Linked DNA regions of Mus musculus: all the other regions are linked to region 3. Evidence: chromatin contacts called from public promoter capture Hi-C data. All regions are on one chromosome and are shown on one strand. Each heading gives the region's core, a stretch centred on a gene start, on an enhancer-like site or on the middle of the called end of the contact. The rest is flanking DNA. Distances are from core to core; before and after follow the strand shown.

What was found. Promoter capture Hi-C pulls out the DNA fragments that hold promoters and counts their contacts.
Region 1: a promoter capture Hi-C map of pre-B cells shows a contact between it and region 3. The contact joins the promoter of Abcc5 here to the promoter of 2610318N02Rik in region 3. A contact is called at or near these places in 3 of 39 promoter capture datasets (frontonasal cranial neural crest, maxillary cranial neural crest and pre-B cells).
Region 2: a contact with region 3 is called in a promoter capture Hi-C map of pre-B cells, with 2.7 times the contacts expected there. The contact joins the promoter of Clcn2 here to the promoter of 2610318N02Rik in region 3. A contact is called at or near these places in 1 of 39 promoter capture datasets (pre-B cells) and 2 of 9 other capture datasets (adipose tissue and liver).

Annotation. Positions count from the first base shown.
Region 1 is chr16:20,424,813-20,427,783 of GRCm38.p6, reverse strand. Abcc5 (ATP-binding cassette, sub-family C (CFTR/MRP), member 5) reads left to right here and starts at 1,390. Exons shown (of 30, transcript NM_013790.2): 1 at 1,390-1,536.
Region 2 is chr16:20,715,270-20,718,126 of GRCm38.p6, reverse strand. It overlaps Clcn2 (chloride channel, voltage-sensitive 2), which reads left to right and starts at 1,491. Exons shown (of 24, transcript NM_009900.2): 1 at 1,491-2,218. The coding sequence starts at 2,132. It overlaps Polr2h (polymerase (RNA) II (DNA directed) polypeptide H), which reads right to left and starts at 301. Exons shown (of 5, transcript NM_145632.2): 1 at 133-301. The coding sequence starts at 205.
Region 3 is chr16:17,123,939-17,126,638 of GRCm38.p6, reverse strand. 2610318N02Rik (RIKEN cDNA 2610318N02 gene) reads left to right here and starts at 1,437. Exons shown (of 7, transcript NM_001358255.1): 1 at 1,437-1,649. Mir130b (microRNA 130b) reads left to right here and starts at 2,497; the gene lies at 2,497-2,578. Mir301b (microRNA 301b) reads left to right here and starts at 2,143; the gene lies at 2,143-2,239.

The DNA of each region.
Region 1 (2,971 bases), core at 141-2,640, 3.3 Mb before region 3:
CTGCTCCAGAGGAAGTCCTTATCCCTAAATCCTGATTGGTGGAAGAACTTGACACAGATGTTTGTGGATTTCAGACTTAAAAAGCTCTGTAGATTCTGGCTCGAGGTTGCAGTCAGCTCCTGAGTCTGGTCTTTGACCCTGATCAGTCAGTCCCAGGACATACGCTCCATAAACTATCCCTGTCTGCCTGAGATCAGTGTTTGGTGGTTTGTCTGGCGACTCCTTGACCCCAACAATATATATCTTAATTTTAAAATAGTGAAACATAATCAGCTTTTTGTTATTATGACAATATGACAAATACCGGAGAAAACATGAACTTAAAGGAGAAAATACTTATTTTGGCTCAGGTTTTTATCCATGGTGAACTGGTTTTGTTAGTGTGTGCTCGGCACAAGGCTGAACATCATGACAGGAAGGGGTAACACACATCTCTCAAAGGTATACTTCCAGGGACCAACTTCCTTTAACAAGCCTCCAAGTCCTCATATTCTACTAGCTTCTAATAGTGACATGGAACAATCAGTCAATATTAAACCGTTCATTAACTCAGAGTCTTCATGATCCAACTTCCTGAAAGCCCAGCTCTGAACACTGCCTATCTTCCTGAGCTTTCTGTGTGTCAAATATACATCCTGTCAATAAGTCCAGCTTTATGACATTAGTGTTCACAGTAGCTAACTAGGTAGTTGTATGATGGACAATCCAGTTTACTTTCTTTTTAAATCCCTTAAATGGGTAACCATAAACAAGCCCCGGGTAGTTTAAAGGTTGGGAGGCATGCAATAGAGTAGTCTTTATATTATGATACTAAAATAGATAAAATAGAAAAAATAAAACGACTAATGCCTCGGGAGCTTTACATTTATTTATAAAAATAGATTGATTAGTTAGTATATCATTTTGACATCCCTTGTCACTTTGGAAATTGCGATTCTGGCATTTCACTACTTAGAAGTCAAGAAGCTGAGATAGATGGGTAAGAGAAAAGATCCAAAGGTACCATTCATGCAGAACGTGGAGGACTCATGCACCCATTAAGTGACACCACAGCTAAGAGTTGGGGCTGGACAGAAGCAGGCTATGATGACCTTCACGATGTTTTCTGGCACGTGGAACCGCCGCATAGATTTGGAAGTTCCTGACTTTGAACCTCTGGCTGTCAGAGAATACAGCGCCACCGGCTACCCCGACCCGCCTGCCCAGCCCCCGTGACTAAGGCAGAGAAGGTTCCAGACTGGGCATCAGAAACCGGGGAAGGATGGGGCAGCACGAGATGCGCGCGGGTACTGTGAGCAGCCTGCACCCCATCCCGGGCACCAGCGGTGCTTCTGGGAAACGTAGTCTTTTGCGGTGTGCGGCGCTGGGGGCTGCCGGATGAGGGACTACGATTCCCTTCGGTCTTGCGCAAGCTTTGTGCATCGCGCTTGCGCGTTGTGGGGGACTATGCCGCTATAAAGGCTTGTTTTGCTCAGGGTCCGATGTTCGCGAGCGTGCCCGGGCTGTTTGCTCTCGTGTGGGGAGGCTGGGGTGCAGGTAGGTGACGGTTCACGCCTTTTTCATGCAGTGTCGGAGGCTGTCACGGGCTCACTTCTTTGGGCTCTCCAAGGCGGGGTGGGCGGTGGGAAGCCTCGGACGGGAGAAACGGGGCCTGTCTCGTTCCGATCTCGCGCGGTCCCCGGCTTGTTGGCGACCTCGCGGGCTGTGCGGAGGTCTAGATGTTAGAAGGCAGGAGGGGAGGTTTGATGGGTGGTCACGGCCGGCTCCACTCTCCGCGCGGCCACCAGGGGGAGCTGCGTTCGCTGTGGGTGGGTCGTGGAGCCTGTGCTCGCAGGCCCGGGGCTGGCATGGGAACGCCCTAGGGCCGGGTGGCGGAGCTGTCCAGAGAGAAGCCCCAACCTCCCTCCGGGACTGGAGGCTGTCAGCCACTTACTACGTAAGTCATTATCTATGTTTTGTTTTGTTTTTTGTTTGTTTGTTTTGCTACTGGTATGTGGAGGTACGTGGCATCAGCACACACAGCGAAGCCGAGGTAGAGATGGGAGCCTAGATCTTCTGTCACCAGTGTCCTTTTCGGTGCTGACACGCAAAGGAGCTAGTGGCTTTGTGTTTATAACACCTGGATTTGGTGTTTTCGTACAGATGTGGGAGTCTCGATGCAGGTGGGCACAGGAATGACCGGGGAAGTCTTGAGTTCCGAAGGGAGAAATGGATGGGTTTTACTGGGGTCTCTGGAGTAAGTGACAGGTGAGGGAGCTTGGAGGCACAGGTGGGCCCTGGGGGAGAGGTGGGGGGGGCGTGATAAGTGGTTCAGCTTCCTTGTAGCTTCCAGTAGCTTCCAGTAGCTGCAGGGCCTGAAGGAGCTTCCTGAGGCGCCTAAAACCTGAGAGATGTTGCGATAACAGAACTTGGAAACACCAACCTGGTTAGTTACAGTTCTCCAGGCCTACACAATGCCCCTCCCCCCTGCAGAATCGTCACATCCACCCCTCTTCACTGGAAAGAGAATTTTAGAGCAAAACCAGGTGGCCCCCAACCCTGTCAGTTTTGAGTCGGGGTACTAATGTGAGAGTCCCCACTTTGTTTATTCTTCTTTCTCCCTTTATAGTGCTGGCTTAAACCAAAATATGCCAGGTTTTCCTAGTCCTGATACACACACCCTTTCCTTTGGATTTGGCAGGGCTGGGGACTGGAAAGAACCTCTGGCCTACATGCTTTTATCACTGAGCCTAAGTTAGCATTAGTTTTATAAAAAGACTTTACATTAGCTGCAAGGGAGTTGTCTAGAAAATGGGAAGTATGAATTGCTCTTTGGGCTGGAGAGGGTCCTGGTGTAGTAATCCTTTCTTAGTTGATTGCTTCATATCCATATTCACCTTAGCCCTACTCTACCGGCTTCTGTGTGTTCTTCTTGTCATATCCCAGACACACAGAAGATGGTGGTCTCCTTGTGTTCAGTGTGAAGAAACAG
Region 2 (2,857 bases), core at 242-2,741, 3.6 Mb before region 3:
CAAGTTTCTCATTCACGAAAAAAAAAAAAAAACTGTTTCCTGAGGGAGGTACCGAGAGGGTGGGGCGGGCCAGCCACTTGGGGTGGGTGGGCATGTTGGCCACTTCCCTCCTACCGCCCCGACACCGCTTACCTCGGTCAAATTTCTTGCCTTCTGGGTCGATGTCTTTCACATCGAAAATATCCTCGAACAGGATGCCCGCCATCGCGAAGGGCACGAAAGCTGCAGAGGATGTGAGCGCGCGGCCACCACTGGGGATTCGCGCACCCCCTCACGTGGAGAAAAGTAAGACAGGGCAGAGTACCGCCCCAAAAGCGGCAACGAGGCCGAGGGCGCGTGCGCACGGGCTGCAGTCACGCAGCCACTTCCGCTGCCTCCTTCTCGGGGCTTCTTCACTTCCGCCGGGAAGGGCCACCTCCGAGGTGCTCGGGCCTTGTGGGCGAGTCTCAAAACTCGGTGACTCCGTCCAAGGCGGGGACAGATTAAGTCCCACCTCCGACGGGGTACCGCGCTGCGCCCGGCTCGACGGCGCCCTCTTCAGACTGTGGATCCCAAAGCGTGGAAAGCTTGGGGGCCTAACCCAGCCAGGAACCTTGATCCTTGGCCCAGAGAAGCCCGGCCCTAGCCCTTCCCTGAAGTCCGCGTGCCGGCCGAGGGCACAGTCCGCGCTGCAGGCAGGTGGAGCAGAACCCCGCCCGCAGAGCACCAGCCCTCCAGGACCCGGTGCCCAGCCCCTCAGACTGTCACCAAGATCCCCAAAGCTGGTGCGAGCTGGCTCGGACCAGCTAGACATCACCGGAGCCGGGTGCGTCCGGTTTGGGAATTTGCCATGATGTCACTCTCGGGGAAAGGAAAGCCCGCATTGTGCCCTCCCCTGGGGCTTCACCTCCTCGCCACTCCCGTCTTCCCTTGGCCCTGCTTGGCACTAGCCTCACACTGATCCCCTAGAACACTGCCAACTGAACTTGGTACTGCCTGTCACCCCACTATACCACCCTCTTCTGGACACTGAAGTGCGCCTTTCACTGGGAGGCGACAGCTCGCAATACCTTCTTTCTAGGTGCTACCTCCTCTCATTACAGCCCCTGTGCTGGGCACCCTCTTGTTTCTTGAATGAGTCTTCATCCTGGTACTATTCTTTCTCCACAGATTTCTGGACACTGTCCTCTCCAGTGGCTCCAACCTAACGCTGCCCATCCTCTTTGTGCCCTCGACACCTTCTTCTTGTCCTTCCCAGGACCCCGAAAGACAATGTGGAGCCTCAGTAGGCCGTTTCCTCAGGGCGTCAGCAGCTACTCAAATTCCCCCTTAAGCGGTGCCTGGGAGGAGCGACCTCTGCTCCCCCCCCCCCCCACACACACACACACACCCGCCTCCCAGGAGCGGCCTCCCCCGCACCAATAGCTCCCTTCCCTCGGGCCTCACCCCTTCCCGTCCCCTCCCACCTCCACCTCCGCCCCTCTTTCCAGGCCTAGCCATTCCAGGTGCACCTTCCCGGGGGAACCCGGAGGAAAGGAAGGAGAAAGGGAGGCAAGGAGGGAGCCGGCTCTCGGGCATCCTCCCAGATGCGTCTGAGCCGCCTGAAAGTGTGAAGCAGAGGCTGCCCCTGTCCGGTCTGGCTTAGAGAGCCCGAATTAGCTTTTGTCAGTAGCCCCCTACCCCAGTTCAAGAGTCCCCACATCTCCAGCCCCTCCCGCACAACGCTGCAGCCGCGGGAGAGCCCGTCCCTTCCACGTGCCAGCAGACCCGCCCCCGCCCGGCCCCCGCACCCTCAGGGCGCTGGGTTAATCCCGGGCCTCCGTGGCGAAGGGGTGCGAGATCGTGTTTCAAGCGCCCCCTGCCGCCTCTCCGGACACCAGGAGGCGGCCCCAATGCAGACCCCGGCCGGGCAGGGACGCCCCTGCAGATGGGCCGGGGCGGAGCAGCAAAGCAGGGCACCGCCCTCGGCCCGCCCGCCGAGGAGGAGACGCTAGCGGGAGGCTGAGCCTGCGGCGCGCGCCCGGGGACCCGTCGCACTCTGCACTCGGCCGCCTGGGCTGAGGGGACGGGACGGGTGCGGGCGCGGGCTCAGCGGGCCGGGAGCTGAGTCAAGGCCGAGAAGCAGAGGGAGGCAAGAGGACAGTGCACCGAGATGGCGGCTGCAACGGCTGCGGCGGCCGCGGCGGCGGCGGCGGGGGAAGGGATGGAGCCTCGAGCGCTGCAGTACGAGCAGACCCTGGTAAGTGAAACCCAAGGGTTGCCCTACGGGACCAATGCTGCAGGTTGCCCTGGAAAGTGTGAGGACAGATGGCCTACCCTAACCCGGCCTCAGCCTTTCTCAGCTATGGAAACTGAGGTTCGGGATCCGCCAGGCTGTGGGTTCAGAGTGTTGGAAAGCTGCTTGCTGGTTTCTGGCTGAGACTGGTGGCCTGCAGAAGACAATGACACCAGGTGCTTGGCCCAGGTGTCCTTTCTCTTACCCACTTCTGCATACACGTTTTTGTTTTCTTCACTTACCACTTGAGTCCAAGTTACAGCAGCCCAGTGCTCTTTCTGAACACCATCTATACTATTGAACTTGATCCACATGTCTATCTACTTTCAACACCCTCCTGGGTCCCTGCTGTGTACATGGTCCCAGGCTTAGCTTAAAGACAGTAGGAAGTAATCAAACCCAACCCCTGCCTTTAACAGCTCAAGCCCAACATTGACAAGAACTCCTCAGGAGACCCTGTTGGAAAAGGTGGCTTAGGTGGCTTTTTGCCACCCTGGGGACTGAAGCTTTAGGGCCGATGCAGGAAGCAGGAATGGGTGTGAGAACTGAAACCTTTGTTCCAGCTGGATCTAGCCAGGTACCCCACCACCACCACCCACGCCC
Region 3 (2,700 bases), core at 188-2,687:
TGTCTATGCATGCAATGGCTTTAGAGACCAGAAGACGATACTGGACTGGAGTTACAGATGCCTTTGAGACAACTTGTGGATCCTGGGCATGGAACCTGAGTCCTCTGGAAGAGCAGCCAACCCTCTTAACCACTGAGCCTTCTTTCTGGTGAGCCCCCTCTCTTTAAAGACAGTATTTCATGTAGTTCAGGCTGGTCTTGAACTTCTGGCTCTTTTCTCCACTTCCCAAATGTTGGAATTTCTGGATGTTTTATTTTGTATCTGTGTGGAGCGATGCAGTGTGGTGGCTGTATCCCCAGTACTGCAAAAACCTAGGAGGATTACCATAAGCACAAGGCTAGCCTGGTCTACTCTGTGAGTTCTCAACTAGCCAGCCGTGATATACGATGTCTCAAAAAACCAGCATTCTTTTTTTTCCCAAAGAAGACAAAACAATGTAGGGACTGAGATATTATGGGTCAGTGTTAATAGCATTGGTTGCTCTACCAGAGCATATGGGTTTCATTTCCAGCATGCATGTGTTTGCTTACAATCCTCTATAGTTTCAGTTGCAGAGGATAGAAAGCCTTTTGACCTCCCTGAACACTAGGCATGTACATGGTGGTACAGACAGGCAAACAAAGCACCCATACACAAAAAATTACATTTAAAATTAAGTGGACAAAATGAGTTCTTGAAGATCGAAAACCAGCTCTGTCTGCTTTAAAAATATTTTCTTTCAGCCTTTGAGCTGGGGGGTAAAGATTCCCTGTCTCATATGGATATAACTAGGGGTAAAGCTCAGACGCCAGCTGCAAAACTCTGTTTTTCCCTTCGCTGACAGAACTGAGTAGAACACCTCAGGTTCTGGGTGCTAGGTGCTGTGTATCTTTGGACATATTAGCTCAGAAAGGTCACTTAATGAACTCTTACCCATAAAGTGGTTCACATTCTCAATGACATCAATGACATCAGAGCATTTCTTCACTTACAAAAAGTGCCAGGGCCTCCTCAGCCCAGCCAGAGGTTTCCTGATGACGATGCTCTGAAGTTGGACAGAAAGAGGGAAGGCCACGGTTTTTAAGTAAATGTCCCATCCTGGAGGAGCAATGAACAAATTTCTCGCGAAATACGAAGCATCCCCTAGGGGTTCATTCAACCGCTGGCTTGGCCAAAGGACACTTTGCCGGGATCTCAGAGCCCTCGCTAATTTGGTGAGCTGTGTAGTAAGCATGGACGCGCCCTCATGAGTATCACTATAATAACTACAGAGAAATGAGCTGGGAAAAGGCGGACAGAGCTCCTTTTCAAGAGTTATGAATGAGGAGAAAGTGTTTGTAGAACTCATTGTTAAAACGGTGGAGCCAAAACTCGGGCGCCTGGCCAATCGGAGCCTGGAGGCTATTTTGAAATCTTTCCAGCAGCAGCCAATAGGTGCGCAGGAGGCAAAGCTTGGTGTAGGCGCAAGCCAATGAGGCTGGCGCTGTGCCTTGAGGCCCGGGGCTCGGCCCTCGGGACTGTCAGATGGTTAAAGATGGAGCCGAGGGAGAGAGGGCGCCACGAGGTGCTGAGGTGCGGGGTTGTCCAGATATGACGGGGCCGCCGCCTACCTGGATCTTCCACTAAGCTTCACCTTGTCCCCCTGGTGAGAACAAGAGGTGTCTGTCCACGTGAGTAACTGGTCTGGGATAGGGTGTGCGGTGAGGCCAGGGAAACTCCAGATGCCAGGAAGCCCTAGTTCTGCTCTTCTAGGCAGGAGAATCTGTTAGGATAGAGTGCAGAACTCATACTGGGGGAATGGACCAAGGACCGGATCTCGGACTCCAAGGGCCTCACGTGCAAGGAGTGAAGTATCCCTCTTATTCTAGTTCTGGTCTGAAACAGGGTACAAGTAGTCCCACTGTGCTCCCCTCTGCAACTGAGCGCAGGCCTCTCTCCTTTGTGTTTGAGCCCCCTCGGGTGCTCGCCCTTCAGCTCCCTCCTTGGAGTACCTCACCAGAATCAGAAGCCTGTTAGAGAAAGTTTGAGTTCCCTGAAGTTAATAAGTCCAGAGGACTGCATCCGGGCTGGAATCCCGTCTGTTCTCCGAGCTTGGATAGATGTCCCACCCACCCATGGTGGTTGAATTTCCAGCGCAGCCCTGCGTGCAGCGAGGGCGATGGATTTCCTGCTGGCTGCGGGTGCTCTGACTAGGTTGCACTACTGTGCTGTGAGAAGCAGTGCAATGGTATTGTCAAAGCATCTGGGACCAGCCTCGAAGACCACCTCACCTACTGTTCCTTCTTTCTTCCCTTTCCAGGCCTGGCCCCTCAGGCCTGCAGGCCGTACCCTCCCCCTGCTCATTTTACTCTCTTCTCCATGGAAACTTGAGATTGTAGCCAGGCCCGTGTCTCTGGGGTCAGAGGGCATCCTTTGCTCAGGCCGAGGCTCCGCCCAGGTGGGCATGCGTTCTAGGTCTAAGATCCCACTCCAGCCACCCCAACTCCCCATGCCCCGCCCCACCCCGTGAGACTGACAGGCTTGTTGGACACTCTTTCCCTGTTGCACTACTGTGGGCCTCTGGGAAGCAGTGCAATGATGAAAGGGCATCTGTCGGGCCAGCTAAGGAGCCTGAGGAACAAAAGGGTCAGTGCTTGGATCATAGTCTTAGATAGAGATAGCTATCTCTAGCTAAAAGGATAAGGTGGATGCTGAGAACCATATTCCAAGGCTGGAACCAGT